3 separate regions of the Gasterosteus aculeatus genome follow, and regions 1 and 3 are each linked to region 2. A link is a contact called in public Hi-C data. All regions are on one chromosome and are shown on one strand. Each heading gives the region's core, a stretch centred on a gene start, on an enhancer-like site or on the middle of the called end of the contact. The rest is flanking DNA. Distances are from core to core; before and after follow the strand shown.

What was found. A called contact is a pair of places that touch in the nucleus more often than the background predicts.
Region 1: a Hi-C map of skeletal muscle shows a contact between it and region 2, with 2.9 times the contacts expected there. The contact joins the enhancer-like site here to the promoter of nfixb in region 2. A contact is called at or near these places in 3 of 6 Hi-C or Micro-C datasets (skeletal muscle and whole body).
Region 3: a contact with region 2 is called in a Hi-C map of liver, with 3 times the contacts expected there. The contact joins the enhancer-like site here to the promoter of nfixb in region 2. A contact is called at or near these places in 5 of 6 Hi-C or Micro-C datasets (liver, skeletal muscle, tail fin and 1 more).

The regions. Positions count from the first base shown.
Region 1 is chr11:3,956,655-3,960,582 of fGasAcu3.hap1.1, reverse strand. All of the region lies in intron 3 of nfixb (nuclear factor I/Xb), which reads right to left. Among protein-coding and RNA genes, the nearest start is that of LOC144384610, 9.2 kb to the right of the region's middle. Within about 2 kb of position 2,647, at least 1 of the 9 cell types and tissues checked has open chromatin away from gene starts, as enhancers often do.
Region 2 is chr11:3,886,367-3,890,019 of fGasAcu3.hap1.1, reverse strand. It overlaps nfixb (nuclear factor I/Xb), which reads right to left and starts at 2,378. Exons shown (of 12, transcript XM_078084470.1): 1 at 1,939-2,378. The coding sequence starts at 1,941.
Region 3 is chr11:3,983,794-3,987,510 of fGasAcu3.hap1.1, reverse strand. It overlaps nfixb (nuclear factor I/Xb), which reads right to left. Exons shown (of 12, transcript XM_078084470.1): 11 at 2,788-2,879; 12 at 1-710. The coding sequence ends at 2,808. Among protein-coding and RNA genes, the nearest start is that of rad23aa, 15 kb to the left of the region's middle. Within about 2 kb of position 1,485, at least 1 of the 9 cell types and tissues checked has open chromatin away from gene starts, as enhancers often do.

The DNA of each region.
Region 1 (3,928 bases), core at 1,398-3,897, 70 kb before region 2:
GAGAGAGAGAGAGAGAGAGAGAGGGAGGAGCAGGAGGGCCCAAAAAAAAGAAAAAGGGAAACAATCAGCCAAATGAGGGCACAGATAGAAAGGCCACCTTTGACCACCAGCTGTCTGAGAGGCAACCCGCCCGGGCAGCATTTGTCAGTCTGTGTCCCCGGGTGAACCCCCCGCATCCCTCGCCCCCCCCGACGGTGGTCTTTGACTTCGTCTCCCACGGCAGATGAGGGGACATGATAGCTGACATAAAAAGCTCCTGTGGGGAAGCCATCCGGGCGAGTCCCGAGGGCCCGAGAGGGTCCGTCTGCTTACTGGAATACATGCAAACTGTTCATATGATGCCGGGTGAAAATGTATAAATGAATACATCCTTTTCATGGCTGACACAATCGCACAGATCCAACGAGTGGATCAAAATGCATGTGACGTACAACCCTTCGATTCGTGCAGGATTGGGACAGATCGCGGCTCTCAGGCCGATAATGGAGATTCTGTCAATCCATCTATAGGCTTATTGACCCAGATAAAAAAGCATCGGAATCGACACGGCAGAGAGATTAAACTATCGCCAATCCACTTGTATTTGTATATGAGTGTGACTTATTATCTAGGGATTGCCACTAAATCCTTTAAATCGGAAAGTGCCGCGCTGCCGGTGGTTCTGTGCTATGAAATGTGGAGGTTGTTCCAGTGGAGGGGGGCCGACCACGGGGGCCTTTCACACTCCGGCCTGAAGCTCAGCCAGAGGTTTATGAAAAACAGAGAGCGGCAAGGAACCAGGAAGAAGAGAACAGTAAGATGGTGGGCGGCAAAGGTTCTCCTAAGGCCCCCGAGGAGCCTGAAGGGCCCCCGCCGAGCTGTGAGAGTGGATTCAGATGAGGAACAGGTGTGTGTGTGCACGGCCACGTGTGTAGTATGTACTGTCTGCATTAGGGCTGTGTGGTACGGACAAAGGTCCACATGACGATATGTAGATTCTGTCGATATGTGACAGTATTGCTTCTTCAAGTAAACACAGTAATTCATTGACCCCAAAAAGCTCCGCCAGCGGCTACGCGGACGACTGTTCGCCGCTCGCTGGCCAACTGGCGCACAACTAGCCAGCAAGTTAGCTTGCTGGCGTGTTAGCTCGTTGTGGCTGCTGGTGTTGCCACCAGAGACTCGACAGACTTTGCAATAAATCGTTTTCTGATACTTACGTCGGATTTTCCAAAACCGAAAACCCTCCAAACAGACGCAGCTCCGCTCTTGGGCTCAAGTTGTGTGTTGTCTCTGGTCTCTCGTTCTTCCTCCTGTATCACCCTTTTCTGTGTTTTCAGGTAGCAACAGAGTTACTTCTTGTAGACGCAAGACCCCCTTGCGTGTCCCTTGCGTGCCTTTTCACACCTCCTTGCGTGCGTCGACCCATTTTTCTAGGCTTGCATCGAAAGCGCCATTATTAAAACAAAGACTGTTTATGAGAGAATGAATCAGATTGAAGAGCTTTTGTCGGAAGAAATGCGTAAATATGGCCGCTTATACAAGCCGTCATTGGCGGACTATAAGGACGCGCGGATGGCGTCCGATTCATGGAGGGAGATCTCCACAAACGAGGGGAACAAAGTTGTGGAGAAAAATACGGGACAAATGTGTCCGCGATGAGAAGCAGCAGTGTCGATGCACGGGGCAATAAAGTCTATGATAAATAAACAAACCAACCAAGGACTTCCACACAAAGACGTGACTCTGTAGGTCGTCTTCAACAGAAACACGTCACTCCGCCTGTTGTTCTGGAGGTGAATTGCTCTGCAACACACGCAAGACTTTTAGAACCATGAATTGAAACGAGTGCGTCGACACGACTGCGCGTAAAGACGCAGACGCACGCGCCAGCCAGTAAGACGAGTAGCTCCGACCGCTAGACGCTCCTCGATGACCAGTAAAAATAAATTGTCAGCTATTACGGCGTAACACCGTTATAAACGGTACGTGAGAGATTCATACCGTACGGAAACTTTATACCGGTATACCGTGTCTGCACACGCCAATGCCTGTGTGTCCGTGGATAAACGAGTAACATGTGACAGGCGGCGATGCCTTCATTCACCAACCCCCCCTTCACGCCCCCACAGTCTCTGGTTTGGTCTCAGCTGTCACCACGCCGGCTCTGCCTCCCGTCGGCCTCGCTGGGAAAACACTGAGCGATTTGCAGCCATAACACGGGGGCACCGACACACGCACACGCATGTGCATCAGTGCGGTGGACTTGCTTTAACAGGCAACGAGGGCTTGTTTTTGAACAAAGGAGGGGGACACAGGTGGTTGAAGTACCTTGAATGGTTTGTTGTGATGTGACTTACTGACGGGAGCGAGTGAGCGTCTGAGCTCAGTCTCGCGCCGCCTCAGACGCACACGAGGGGCTTTGTAGGCAGAAATGACTCCCATGGCAGTTTGAAATAACCAGTTATGCTAATGCTAAAGTTTGTTTTTATTAAATGAGATTTCACGTCGAGTTAAATGTGTCAACCAGTGCACCTGTTACTCTGTTAGCATGCTAACCTTTAATTAGCCACACGACAGCAGGACGCAATGTCATGCTAATGTGCACTCACTGCTGTTTGAACTATGACCTTGATATTTAGGTCACATCAGTGGAATATTCCATTTTACTTCACCCAATCCAGCAGTGCAGACAAATACAGTATATGTGTACCATACTGTGTTTATGTACAAATACACCAGTAATCTAATCTTTAAAACGCTGGAAAAGCCACTGGAAATCATTTAAAATGTAATTTGCTTTACTCTGTGAATGCCGACCCTTCTTGACCCGGATCGAAAGTAATAATCCCCCCCCCCCATCTGGTATCCCAGGCAGGTTGAAGCACACGCTTCATTTCCATATATCACTCACATGCTGCACATACTCGGATTTACGAGTAAAATAAACTACTCCTATAAGGTCGAGGGCTTTGACCCCAGAGTGGGGGGTGGAATGGGAATGGGAGGGGGGGGCTGCCATCTTTCTGCACGCGGCACATTTGTACCGGCGGCGTTTGGGAGGCGCGTTCATCCACTCAAACAAGCCGGGTGTGTATTTATCCAGAAGGGCCTCTTCAGGACCCCCCCCCCCTCTGTGAGCGCGTGCACAGAGCGCCGGCCGGCAGCCGGGAGGTGCCAGCGCGTTTATTTTACTGTGGGCTGGTTCTGGCCGTCATTATCTCACGCTGCAGAAGGAGAAGCTGTAAACAGATGCTCCGCGGCCCCCTCCCGGCTGCAGCAGTGCGCCTGGCGGTGGCCAGGGAGGAGGAGGGGGGGGGGGGGGGCAAAACGGTCAGAACACAGACGGGAGCCCCCGTACCGGCACGAGGGGGCTCGACAACTTCACTGAGCCGCGTGGCCTAAACAAGCTGCTGCGGAAACAGCGGAGTCAGGGTCGGGGGGTCGGGGGGTCGGGGGGTCGGAAAATGAAATGGCGTGTCTGTTAGTTACAGTTGCGAGAGAGGGCGGGAATCCCCCCACCCCCACCCACCCCCACCCACCGCCCACCACCCGCCTCTGACTTTAATCAAAAGCAGATATGCTGCGCAGTGGAAAATAAAGAAATAAAAAGCGTGACGAAAAAATAAAAGTTCAAATGAGCTAAAAAATGAGGGGGGGGGGGCAAAGGTGGGGGGGGGGGGCAGAGACAGACAAACAAACAGACAAGTACTGATGAGCAGCTGCAGCACTTCTCTGAGGGAGAGAGAGAGAGAGAAGAAAAATGGAAAGTCCTCCTTTGAGTGCGGCATGGAAAATATGGTCCTCATTTCATGACTCAATTCCCTCCCCCTCCATCCTCCACTACCCCCGCTCCCCGGCCACACGCCCCTGCGCTCTTTTGCAGCTGCAGCCGGGGCCGCAAAAGCCCGTTAAAAACCCGGGAAGACCAGTAAAACGCATCAGGAAT
Region 2 (3,653 bases), core at 1,129-3,628:
GTTGATTTTAGCGTGATACTCCACGGACACACCCCGTGCTACAACCGCATCCTCATCCAAGTGTTGGGAGTTTAACCATCTTTAAACTATACGGCGAAAAGCTTCCACGTACATGAGCAAGTGAATGTTTGATGACGTCTTTATTTATTCATTTTTTCCCAAGGCTTGAGCGAACATAAAAGCGTAATATTCAGGCGAGGGGGGGTCACAAATCATCATGTGGTGGGACACACACACACAGTGCGGGATACAATTACTCCAAACTACAGTCCTCTTAGATGACGGCATTGGTTTCTGTTCCTACAGTGTGCATGAGACATGTGCTAAGCGTGACCATTAACACATGACTGACATTCCTCATCATGAAGGTCTTATAAACACGGAAAGTATGAATCTGGGGGCGAACGTGGGGTGTGTCTATAGTTTCGGGACGGCGGGCCGCAGTTTTCCAACTTTTTGCTTCCCGAACACATTTGTTACGAGCCGGTAACCCGCTGTGCCACGTTATCAGAGGTCACGAGCCGGGGTCCCTGAACCTGATTGGCGAATCCCTGAATCCCTCCGGTGAATTCTGACTACACCAACGTGTAGCTGGGATACTTGGCACCATTTCACAATATAGCCTGACTCGTTAAAGATAAATGTTATTTTAAAATGAGGTGAGTTGCTGAGAGGGAAAATAACAAGTCGAGATAATCCCATGTGAGGCCTGTCCTGAATTCTGTATCTTCTTTTCATTTTTTTTACCGATGAGCTTCTTGGGCAGCCGCCATGTCAGCGAGGATGCTCGTAAACAAATAATTATTTATACTAATAATCTTCTGTATTCATGTGCAAATAAGATCCCCCCCCCACCCCCCACCGGAGCCCCACGCACCACCTTAAGCAGCTCCAAGGTTGCATGTGGGAGGTTACACTAACTATTGACTGACTTGGAACAGATCTTGCCAAAAAATAAAAATCCGCTTGAAGGGTCAAGGACGTGCGAGCTCCATAACTCTGTATAAAACATTCTGCTTGTGGCTTTGCAGATTTGAACACATCTGCTATTTAGATCCAAGGGGTAAAAAACAAGAAATAATTATAATAACAAAATAATAGTGTTTTTCAAACTCAAAATGAACTGAAATCACAAGTCAAATATTAAATACTTAGCGAGATAAAGCTGGTGGTGAGCCGATGATCGTAAACCTTTGGCTCAAACGAATCACCCGTGCGTAATTACGCACAAATCAGACGGGCGCATTTTTGGATTTTGGCGCCGAAAACAAGTACCATCTTCTTGCTGCCTAGGGTTTCCAAATCTGTCCAACTTTGCCATTTTATGTGGGAACTCTGGCAGGGGCGGGGGGGGGGGGGGGGGGGGGGGGCTCTCCACGTGCATGTCACTACGTATAACCATTTATTTTTATTTTTTAAAGACAAACCGTGCGGTGCCTCTTGATGAGCTGCTAGCCCAGTTTGACATGCGATAACTCGTATCATATATGCGGCTATAAATAGCCCCCCCCCGTCCACGGACCACCGCAAGGACGAGACTAAAGTCCTCCAACTGAGAGAGCTGGACACCAATTTGGCCAGAAGCACATTTCGGCAACGTGTTGTGCAGCTACATTAAAAATAAGTGGCGTTGTGTGTGAATAGCAGCAACATAACATACATAGAAAAATAAAATAAACATACATAACATGCAACCCGTATTTACAAAAGATAACCACAATAACTGTGACAAGAACCATATCCGGGTAGGTGGAAGGACTACTCTAGGTGACTGATACGCATGAGATACTTCAGTACACAGTAACACACACTAGAATTATAAGTGTCAGCCCACTAAACTTTGAAAGGAAGTCTGCGTGTCAAATCTACGGAGAGCTAAATGGATCTGAAAAGCTGACTGCACAAATGAGCAAATGACTTGGTTTACACGGCACGTACCATTGTGGTGTGGAGGGAAATGTGCCAAGCACCTCTCAAAGACGCATTTTCCACCCTCGAAAAGTTCGGCTTCCAAAAAAAAAAAAAGTGTGTGGGAGAGAGAGAGAGAGAGAGAAAAGTGCCCGGTTTCTCGTTCAGCTCGGCCTCCTTCCGGAAGCAAAGCAGCCCCCAAAAACACGGCCCGCTCTCTAATGTATTTATTTGCAGTCGCCGCGGACGCGCACGCGGCGGCGTAATCCGAGTCGTCCGCTCCGCCGACTGCTTCACGCAAGGTGTTTACGTCCGCTTTCACCGCGTGATGCCTCCATGAGAAAAAATATCCCCCCTCCCCCTCGCTCCCTCCCTCCCTCCCTCCCTCCGACTCTGTCCCGGTACCGTAACGTCCACCCGAGCCGCCCGCACTTCTGCAGCATGCGCCACCGACACAATCAACGCTCGACCAGCCCCCCCCCCCCCTCACCCCCTCCCTCCCTCCTGAAGCAGCCAAGCAAAGGGGGAGTTGCTTTGCATCGAGAGTAAGCGCGAGCTCAGAGCTTCCACGCGCCTCACCCGAATCAGCTGTTGCTCGTGCGGCAGGGGATGCCCCCCCCCCCCACCCCGACTGACACAACCACCGCTTAGTGCATGCTCCGGACCGGTGCCCTCCACCCGGTCCTTTCGGTGTGCGGGGCGGGGGGGGGGGGTTCCTGCGGCCGGAGGACGCGGAGCGACGAGGGGGGGCCTGGTGAATTATTAATAACTGGAGCGGTTCGCAGGCTGTCGTGTTCGGCGAGTAACCAGGGCGGCAGCTGGGGGTTTAGAGGAATTAAAGACGGGCTCAGAGTAAACCGTGGACGCGGGGGATTAGGAGCTCTCACCGGCGGGGGGGGGGGGGGGGGGGCAACCGCGCGCTGCTACAGATTCGGAAAACCCCAAATAGTTTCAGTGTCTCACAGAAAACTTCATGTCCATTTTTTACAATACATATGGAGGCGTTGTTAGTTGGGTGCCAGGAGACTTGATACGCCTTCCGAACCGAACCGTTTCACAACCACATCCACGGTCGAGCTGTTTGCATCTCTGTTTGTTTTAGGGGCCCGAACTCCACCTTTTATACTCGTTTCGGATGGAGGCGACCGAGGCGCGGCCCGCGGGTTATCGGGGGAAACGGGGCGGTTCCGAGGAGGTGCTGCACCTGCCGCAGTCTGGGTCCGCCGGTTCAGCTCGATCACTTCACAGGAAGACCAGTGCGAAGCTTCTGGACTGAGCGGCTCCTTGAGGACACGCGCACGCACGCGCGCGCGCACACACACACGCGCTCAATGTTTCACAGAGGCCGCGTCTTTTACTCCAGCAACGAGAATCAAATCATTTATACGCTTTATATTTACTTTAGGATACAAATGAGCTGAATGTTTAAATAAGAATGAATACATCATTCTGAGTCATTTTGAGTGTTCAATGTTGGATGTTTTAGGGCCTAATGATGGACGAAAGACTTTTTTTTTTAGTTTTGCAGTACTAGATTATGCGTTGAAAATTATCAATAATCTGGAATTTTAAAACCATTTTTTGAGTGAAACATGTGTTAATAAATTCCTAATTTAAATACAACAGAGTTGTCCCATGTGTATTAAATTACTACTCTTTTGTATTTACAATATTAATTGTCCAAAATTAATTAATTAATTATCCAACACCTCATTTGCAATGTTACCACAAAATACAATATATGA
Region 3 (3,717 bases), core at 236-2,735, 98 kb before region 2:
TTGAGATTAGTGTTAATTGATTCAAGCTCCCAGTGCAACCCTCAACCCAGATGCGTCTTGTCATGGTCGCTCTCCAGTTAGTCGCAGGCTAAAAAAGGGACTTTGTGGTCAATTTAATTTTGTTTTGGGTGAAGGCGGACTGCAGCTTTCATTGGAAACCAAATGGCGCGTTTGCTTGGATCGAGGCTGTGGGCCGAGCTCGAATGTTGTGTGAGAACAAAATTTGTTGTGTTTGTTTTTCGATTCCCCCCCCGCTCGTCTACACAACGTGTGCTGGGAGAAGCTGACCGTTCTCCTGTTCCCCGGCTCCTCCCGCGTCGCTGATGGTTCGGTGGTGTTTTGTGATTCTATTTAACTTCTTTGAAAGGAGAGAGCTGCTTTGCTGCCGTTTCCCCCCGTTGACCCTTCTTCATCCTGGCGTCCTCTTCCTCTCCCTCGTCCTTCCGTTCATCTTTTCCGTTGATCCGGGAAAAAACGTCTCGTCACTGCCGACAGGATAAATGAGTCCAGAGTTTCTCTAAAGAAAGCCGTGCTGCTGTGGTTTTTCCTGTGCCGCTTGGTTGTGTTTTTTGTGTCCGGGGGGGGGGGTCCTGGAATAGCGCTGGGGTTGGGCCGGTCGTTGGGTGGAGGACGACTGTTTTCTAAATCCGTTTGTAAAGAAAGAATTGTAGTTGTGGGTCTGTGCACAGATCTTGTCAGAGGAACCAAGACTGTAGAAGAAAAAAAGGGGGGGGGGGTCATGTTAGTATCAAAACTAGTAACTGCGTGGTACACCTGTCTAATAGCCCCTCCTCTTACTAAATGTTTATTTGTAAAAATAAAAACATTGACAATGAAAGCCAAGGCAGATGCTAAAAGAATCGTGATACCCCAAAGGTCACCTTTATACTCTTTATAGATCTATAATAATAATTCACCGTCCGAATCCTGCCTTCCATCCATTGAGCCCCCACTTTGAAGAACACCAATGCAATCCAACACTTGGTCCTGACACATCTGTACTCATCGCAGTGGTCGGTGGTGTCGTACTGGACTTGCTTGTATGAAGTAGGCTGCTTGGCCTGCGGGATACGGCGCCATGTGCTGGTACGCCAACATTCTACCAGTCGAGCCTCGGAAACTCCTCTGCGGCCTTTTGTTTGACCCCCTCTCCCCCTTTGCCCGGCCCTTATGCCTCCTGCCCCCCCTGGGCACTGTCCCAGCAGGCCTTGGGCATTGTAACTTCTCCCTTCTTGGTTGCTCGCGTTCTCTCTCCTGCACACACAATCCATCCGTCTCCCGTGAAACACTCCGACTAAATCCTTGGCAGCAGACAGTGACCACCCTCTTTTCTTTCCTGCCCCCCCCACCCCCCCGCCCCTCCCTCTCTGAAGTGCACCCCTCTCCTCAATTTCAAGATCAACTGGCTATGACATCATGTCTGGTTGCCCTGGGTGACGAGACGGCCGGGACGTGACTTCTGTTGGGGGCCGAAACTCTGTCCGCTTCGCTCCCTCCATCTCCACCCCACCATAGGTGTCTCGTTTCCAACCTCCTCCGGCTCGCAGGGCCTCACATCTGCCACCAGAGGGCACACGGAGCCAACTGATGTCAGCCGGGAGAGAACGAGAGCGAACGAGAGAGAGCGAGCGAGATCCTCGGCTGTCCCGTAGTCACCACATGCACACATGCTGACACGCTCTTTTGTCTGGTGATCTATCATTTCTTTTTATTGGCCCATCAATCTCTTTTGTGAGGCACATGCTAACTATTAATGCTGTGTGTTTTGGCTCTGCCTCCAAAAGTCAAACCAGACATTGTGTCCCACTCAGTGCTGAGCATCAGTGAGCGCATTCAGAAAAAAAGCACGGACTGGCAAAAAGTATGTAGATGCTCCGTATTGTTTTGGTGTGTTTTTCTTGGTTTGGATGGAGGTGACCATGGTGATATTTAAGCCTCTGCGAAAGGCCTCGTCGTCTAAACGCCGGAGGTCGACCTCGCTGCGAGTCTCTCGCTGCTGACGGAGAGATCTGTCGCAAAGCTGGAAGAGCCTTTTTATTGGCTAAAAGCCGTTTCAGGTGGTCGTTCTTTCAGAGCGAGGCGTTCTGTGGTGACATCCTCGGGTGTCCGGGGGGTTCGCCTACTTTCGGCCACATGGGGCGTTGAGTCGTGTAGGACAGAGCGATCTACACGAGACACAACGAAGGTGACGGGATGAAGGTCGGGAGGGAAAGCAGTGCAGGGCAAGAAGACGACGAGGGGAGTGAAATAGCTTGAGAGGGAGAGAGCGAGGGCAATAACGTGTGGAGGAACGGGGGGGATCGACGGAGCGGTTTCAGATGGTTTCCATGTGTTCCGGAGCAGAGCTCGGGGCTGAGTTGGCTCAAGGTGGGTGTGGTCGGACGCTAATGAAAAAATTACCGGTGGTAACGGAGGGAAGATACAGAGAAGGCTGTGAGAGGGAGAAAGTGCAAGGCAGAGCGGGAGAAAGTTAATAATAGGGAGGCAGGGGAGGAGAGGGGAAAGCGGGGAGGGAGCCAGGAGAGGGAGAGAAAACGGGCAGCGAGGGAGACGGCCCTCGGGCGCAACATGTGCCGAGTAAACAAGGCGAGCACATATGGCAACGCGCGCACGGGGCCGAGAAATGCAGATGCACGAGTGCACGCGCCTGTGGGGCGGCGTGGAAGGAGAGGCGCAGGAAAACACGCCAGCCGGTTTTCAGGGGGCGAGGGAATTACAAATATGTTTCCACCAACGTCCGTCCGGTAAAGGAGTTTTTTCCCCCCCGCAGTTGGTCTGGGCTCCTACCTGCGTCTGCTGCGGGATGTTCAGAAAGTTGTTGTCCCGTGATCCGATGCCGACAAACCTGTTGGGAGCTGTGGCGCCTGGCGTGGAGTATGCTGGGGAGAGAGAAGAGGACCAAACTGAGGCGTTAGAAGACACGCGACAGCATCAAAGCAGTGGTTCATGGTTATTCATCTTTCTTACCAAAAGCGGGAGGAAACGCTCAGCTCTGCCGGCATGTCTGCACGGCAAAGACGACCACAGCTAGCGGCCGGTTAGCTTAGCCTGAACACTAGCCTAGCTCTTTCAGAAGCTAACAAAACCTGCTGCCCAACACCATCTCACAGATAAATACAAAATATTAAAAGTGTAAAAACCACACATATGTTCAAATGACATTCCGTGTTAATTTGACAGCCTGCAGATGGACAGCCGTTCAAGGCGTCTGCCCCCTTCTCCTAGTTTCTTTGCTAAACTAAGCTAAGCTAACAGGCCGCTGGCTGTAGTCTCATAATCATCCCACAGTTAAAAATGTCAAGCTAGTGCCCCAAACTTTATAAGTAGATGCAGATAAATCAAATTAGAACTAGAGACAAGTATTTCATTGAGGTCATCACAGCTCAACAGAGAAATTTGCCAAAATGTGGTACACAAACTTAGCTCTTCCCGAGTGATTAAATCCTGCTGATAAACTCGGCTGGAAGTGATTGAGTGCACCAGAATCCTGACGTCGAGGATCAGTGAGGGACGTTTAAAGCCCACTGGCATCAAAGTCTCTGATATATTTAGGGCAGTCTGAAACGCCCAACGGACTGCAGCGCTTTAAGCTCACCCAGGGATTCAGGAGGCAGTGTGCGGACTTGTGTTTGTGCGGAGGAAAAGGAGGGAGGACAAGGAGGAGAGAGACAGAGTGAAAAGATCATGTGATCCTGTGTGTGGACATATACAGTATAC